2 separate regions of the Danio rerio genome follow, and region 1 is linked to region 2. A link is a contact called in public Micro-C data. All regions are on one chromosome and are shown on one strand. The core of a region is the stretch at or near the end of the contact, and the rest is flanking DNA. Distances in the headings are between cores, read along the strand shown. Region 1 overlaps ttll10 (tubulin tyrosine ligase-like family, member 10). Region 2 holds the start of ptpn11b (protein tyrosine phosphatase non-receptor type 11b).

What was found. Hi-C and Micro-C count contacts between places; a contact is called where the count stands out from the background.
Region 1: a contact with region 2 is called in a Micro-C map of caudal fin, with 10 times the contacts expected there. The contact joins the enhancer-like site here to the promoter of ptpn11b in region 2. A contact is called at or near these places in 2 of 18 Hi-C or Micro-C datasets (caudal fin and embryo) and 1 of 4 datasets of contacts at active chromatin or transcription factors (caudal fin).

What each region holds. Positions count from the first base shown.
Region 1 is chr23:27,036,014-27,038,946 of GRCz12tu, reverse strand. ttll10 (tubulin tyrosine ligase-like family, member 10) reads right to left here. Exons shown (of 11, transcript XR_012398501.1): 9 at 1,850-1,966. Among named protein-coding and RNA genes, the nearest start is that of mir7149, 23 kb to the right of the region's middle. Within about 2 kb of position 1,541, at least 5 of the 62 cell types and tissues checked have an H3K27ac peak or open chromatin away from gene starts, as enhancers often do.
Region 2 is chr23:26,857,136-26,860,097 of GRCz12tu, reverse strand. ptpn11b (protein tyrosine phosphatase non-receptor type 11b) reads right to left here and starts at 1,419. Exons shown (of 16, transcript NM_200454.1): 1 at 1,323-1,419. The coding sequence starts at 1,336.

The DNA.
Region 1 (2,933 bases), core at 292-2,791, 180 kb before region 2:
GTTGTTGTTATTATTATTAATATTATTATTAGTAGTAATAGTAAAAGCAATAATGACTGGAGTAATCATTTTATTTGAAACTATATACAATAAGTAATAAATAAATATTTAATAAATAAGTATTAAACAAATTTTTTATTACATTTTACATTTAATAAAATGTTGATGAACAAAATAATTTTCTTAAAAAAAAACATGAAAAAAATGAAAGAAACTGACCCCAAACTTAACTTAACATATAGATATAGTTAATGACACTCAATATAGTGGAACATATGTTCCCCCCTAATATTACATTCCATAGGTAAACACTGATTGAAATTATTAAACAATTAATTTTGTTTAAATTTAATTATTATTTTTTTTTAATATTATATGAATTTATAAAAGTATCAAGTTCTATGCACTGAAGTGAAGTTCATCATTAACTTTGGTTTATTTTATTATGTCATGCTTTGAACTGTGAAACTTGACAACTGATAACATCAGTATGCATCCAAAACAGGTACATGTCATGCAGTGGCATTTAGTAATTCAATAAATAGTCTATATTACATTGCATGAAAGAACTGCATAAAAATAAGATAACAAAGAGCTAAATGTCACCACAAAACCACCTATAAGGGTCAATGTTTGTTTTTTTTTTTTTTTTTTTGGAAATTGAGATTTATTCATCACCTGAAAGTGAATAAATGAGCTTTCCATTGATTTGTGGTTGATATATGGTAAATGATTGGGATATTTCATATTTTATATGATATATGCAATACTACAAATACAGCATTTTAATTTCCCAGAGTTGGGTTGCAGAAATAGTAATGCAACAGCAATCCAAAAAATACACAACTTGACACCTGAGGGTTAAAAAAAATTAAATACTGAGAAAATTGCATTTAAGGTTATTAAATTCTTTGACAAGTATCTCACTAATCAAAAATTACATTTTAAAATGTTTAACAGAAGGAAATTTGCAACATGTCCTAATGATCTTTAATTGATATTCTGATTTTTGCAATACAATAAAAAGTTCAATTTTTAATTTTTTTTGAGCTATTCCCACAAATACACCCATGCATAAGATATTGACATTTTTACATACACCCTTACCTCCCTGAAGTAGAAACAAAAATCCCCAACTCTCTTAACATTTTTCAATTTACATTCTCCAGCACACTTTTAACAGCAGATGGCAGTCTTACTCTACTCAACCTGGTCGATTCATTTTACAGTAATTATGTATAATTATATCACCTAAACCACTACAAATACACACAGGGTGCAGTGATGACATTTTAAACAAGATTACATACTGACATTAAGTGTGCAAAGTACACATCTCAGCGCACATAAACTATCTCTAATGCAAGATTTTAATACGCCTTTATCACTTTACGTGATGATCATTATTCACATGGCGTGTAATATCTTCCGATTTAAATGTTGTTAGTTGTTATGTGTGAATCTGTAATGATCTGGTAACCTGGAAACCAAGATGTGTCTGGTCGAGGGAACGCATGTTTACGCTGGCAGAACACAAGGCTGCCAGGCAACTGCTAGGCGCGGATTGAATTTAGGATGCTCCGTAGGGGAACGACCAGCCTCTGAACATCACGTTTAAAGAGAAGAATCGTGCCAGCATTAGAAAACTGTACCGTAATTGTCTCGAAGATACTAAGGAGATTACAGAAGAGATAAATACAGACTTTATGTTTATAATGCGTCTTACCACATTCAGTGGATAATTCGAAAACTAATCTCCTGGGTCAGATGAAATTAATCCTGTCAGGCTTCACACACACGCACACACACAGAGAACATACAAACATTGTTTTTTTTTTTTTTGTCTCACCTTGAAATCCTCGTCAATCAAGAAGTCGCAGCCAATTAGGTCAAAGTAACCAAGTTTGCAGTCCAGCTTGGCTTTGACAGCTTGAAAGCAGTGCATGATAATATGTTGCATCCTTTTCTGCAGAAATACAAAACGTTTGGTTAAAACTACTGAAAACAGATAACAGAGTTCATATTCACCTGTATAAAACGAGTTTCAAGATGAAATACTGTTCAAATTTAATATGTTTTTATTTGATGATTCAGTTTCATCTTTCTCAGTATATTTGATGAGCTCCCCTTTTAATATTTCATATGGTCCCAAAAACCGCTGTTGCCATGACAACAGTACATCTGCATGCTTTCAAGTAATTTGAATAAATCTACATGAGGCCATTACTTTAAAAAATACAGACACTTATGTGAAATTCATTGTCAGATTAACACTTTCAGTTCATTTTATTCGATGGGAGTTTATGCGAGTTATAAGAGAGGCTTTTATTTTATGAATGTTTTGTGTCAATGGTTCTGCTTTTATAAAACAGTAACCACACAATATGAACACTTAAGGCAAATATATACTGTGTGTATTATTATATTTTTGGCATACAGTGCTCAACATAATTGAGTACACCATATGAAAATGAATATTTTTATCCATTTCTAAGTAAAAATAGGCAAGGTATTTTGGTGCATTTAAACAAAAAAGATTTATTGAACAGATATATTTAATAAAATAACATTTTAGTCATTAAGAAATTAAAAGATAATATAATTAAATCCAAGAAAATTTTAGCAAAAAACCTGCACAATTTCAAATAATTTTTGCCTTTTTGTTTTGTATCTGTTGATCTTTCCTCTTTTTAAAATTTGCATTTATTATTTTTCAAAAACATAAATTTGGTTGAACTTGGCTTCAGTACTGACTATGCACAAATATAATATTGTATAGCTTCGTATTAAAAATATGAATTTAAAATATAGATTTGTCAGGGGTGTACTTATACATGAGCACTGTAGTTGTCAGCTTATGGATCAGGGTCAGGAAAATATTATATCTGATAAATAATTAACATATCTTCATTTATAATTTAGAAAAAAACAAT
Region 2 (2,962 bases), core at 170-2,669:
CGGTGCTTTAAATGAACAGCTTCACTTGTTCTAAGTCTGTTCTAAGCCACAAAATAAGATATTTTGAAGAAAACTATTGTTGTCCTCCATAGTAGAAAAAACAAATAACATAGAGTACAACATCAATGGTTACAATTGCTTGCTTCAAAATATCTTCAACAGAATAAAGAAACTAAAGATTTGGACCACGTGAGTGTGAGGAAATTGTAGGCCTACATTTTCATTTGCTGGTGAACTATCACTTTAAGATTGGTGTAAAGTTGGTTTTATATACACACATTCAGACTTTCTCCTAAATAATATAATTTTAGAGAGGAATTATTTGCAAATTCTAATTATGAAATCATATTAGCAGCCAATGTCTATCAAGGTATAGCTAATGTTGTTTTGAAGTCAAATTTACATGTGATTTTAGACCAAATATTCAAAGTGAAAATATAAGGACCATGTCACAAGTTGTCACAGAAGAATGTGCAAACTTCAGTTAAGTTAGACACACACTAAAGTTTAAAGCCTGGCTAAATTTAAAACCGAGAGGTTTAGCAACATGCAACCAGTTACAAAATTCCTCAAGGCTTACCTGGCTAAATATTCATACTCTCCCTGTTTGAAATACGTTGTTTAACGTAAAGAGACGTTTTGTGTTTGAGATGAGCAGCTTTACATGGAGACTCTTATTTTTGAAATAGGTCATTGCTGTCCAATCAAATGTAGCTATTGTGTATGAAATGGTCCCAACCCAGAAACACATTGCTACAAATTAGAAATTTTACAAGATCACCCACTGTAAATATTTTAAATTAGAAAAAATATTCATAATTCTGTCTAAAGATATTTTAAGCGATGCTTATAACTTTCAACAAGGCTATTTTTATTAATATCATTATTTTCCTCAAATCTATTTCATCTAGCTTTAAAGTGTTTTAAAACTGTTATTTCAGCACACGATGTACAGTTACATTAGGATGTCGTTACCATAAGTCTCCGAATAAACTGGCACAGTAAACTAATTAAGCACAGTTTAAACTGCATGCAAGACACACTGTTACAGTGACTTTGCGCTGCTGATATTCATATTCGATATCCGGTAGCGAAAGCGTTTGTAAACAACCGAAATAAACGGAAAGATAGACTACACGATATTTATAAACACTGCACAAAAGCGAACACACATACTGTAACGTTACATATATTGGGCCAGATCGAGAGGATCAGAAACCGAGTCCTACAGACTGAGCTGCGTGTCGTGCTCGATTCATTCATACAGTTACAGTCACCATCACTACCCGCTCCTGCACTTATTAATGTAGCCTTCGGCTTACCTTCGAGACGTCATGGCCGTCCTGAGAGCTGTCAGATGTGTGTGTGCGTGCGTGTGTGTGCGTGCGTGTTTGTGTGTGTGTGAGCACCGCTAGGACTGGAGGGGAAAGTGTAATAAAACGGTCCTCCTTCGCCGAGTCACTGCAGCGGAGCGGAGCGCGATCGAGGGGCGTCACACACAGACTCACAGCGCCGGACTCGCGCTCTCTCCCTCCGCCTCCCGCTCTCCGATTCACACTGCTGACAGCACACTGGAAAAACTTCATCCAGACATCTCCAAAAAGTCAGGTATTATAAAGCTCGTGCTCGTTCTTGGGACATTGTGACAGGATTAGTTGGAGAATGAAGCCAGCAGGCAGCCACCAGTTGACACCGTGATTCCTTTTACTGGCTCTACTCCTCAGAATGGGATGATGGGATTTGCAATCCAGTTTGTTTATAATTACAAATGAGCTGCAGGCCTAAAGTCATATCATACACCTAAATACTATGTGTATTTAAATCATATAGGCTATAAGAGATTATTCTGCAAACAAACAAACAAACAAACAAACAAACAAAAAACAATACTGCTAAATGGACACATTTTAATTAGATTAAAGAAGCTATAATGTTTCTCCAGTGGTTCTTTGGAGTAGTAAAACTTCTGTGTATGACTAAAAGTGTTTGTTTTCTGGCTTGTAATCATAAAGGAACCACCTAATGTTATTTATTGTTTTACAATACATTAACCACCCCAAAAAACCAATAGAAAACCATTACAGTTCTTTATAGTTTATCACCTAAATTGGGTCTCCTACTGTATGATTACAAGGCAAAGAACCACTGTAGAGCCTTTTTTTAAAGCATTATACTTGTAATAATATAGAGTTTGTATTAATTATATAGAATGATAATCCAGGAAAGAAATGCATAATATTGATGAATCTTTTAAATATATATTTTGTACTTTATTTATTTATTTATATTATTGCCTTATATATGCATTTTTAGTATTAATAAAACCCTATCAAGGACCAATATCTGCCAAGAAGACAAATAATGAAAACATAAAATATTCCAAACTGTTTTTATTTGATATTATATAATTGTTTAGGATCGATTGTCACTTTACTGTCTGACTTTTTAAAACTACGAGAACATTTTCACCAATTTCTTTGGTTAAATTGTGTTCCTGACAGCCCTCTAAGCAAATTTAGATTTAAAAAAAAAAAGTTTAATGCTAATCTTTGGACAAACAGTTGCAATGCCAGTTAAACGGTTAAATTTCCAAAGTGCACCTCAGAGAGGGTTGTGATGAAGTGATGTACATTCTATATATTCACTTCTGTCACTCCAGTCATCATCACACTCTTATTTTAGCAGTTCTTTCCATGTACAGTAGTTATCACCTCTATTTCATTTCCAGAGATGTTTATTAATAATCTATTAATAAAGCTGCAATGCTCTTATTTTAAGTAGGGGAGAAAAGCCCAGTGTGTTTTTTCAGCAGTTTCCATTTGGGTCTCACCCAGTTTTGCGTCGGGGTGATTTGAAGGTGGCATCAGTGTCAGGCTAGCATGACGTCACCCGCCTGCGGGAGATTAATCTGCTGGCCGACACGGTTATGCAATTTGCTGAAACGCAAGGCTTTATCTATGGA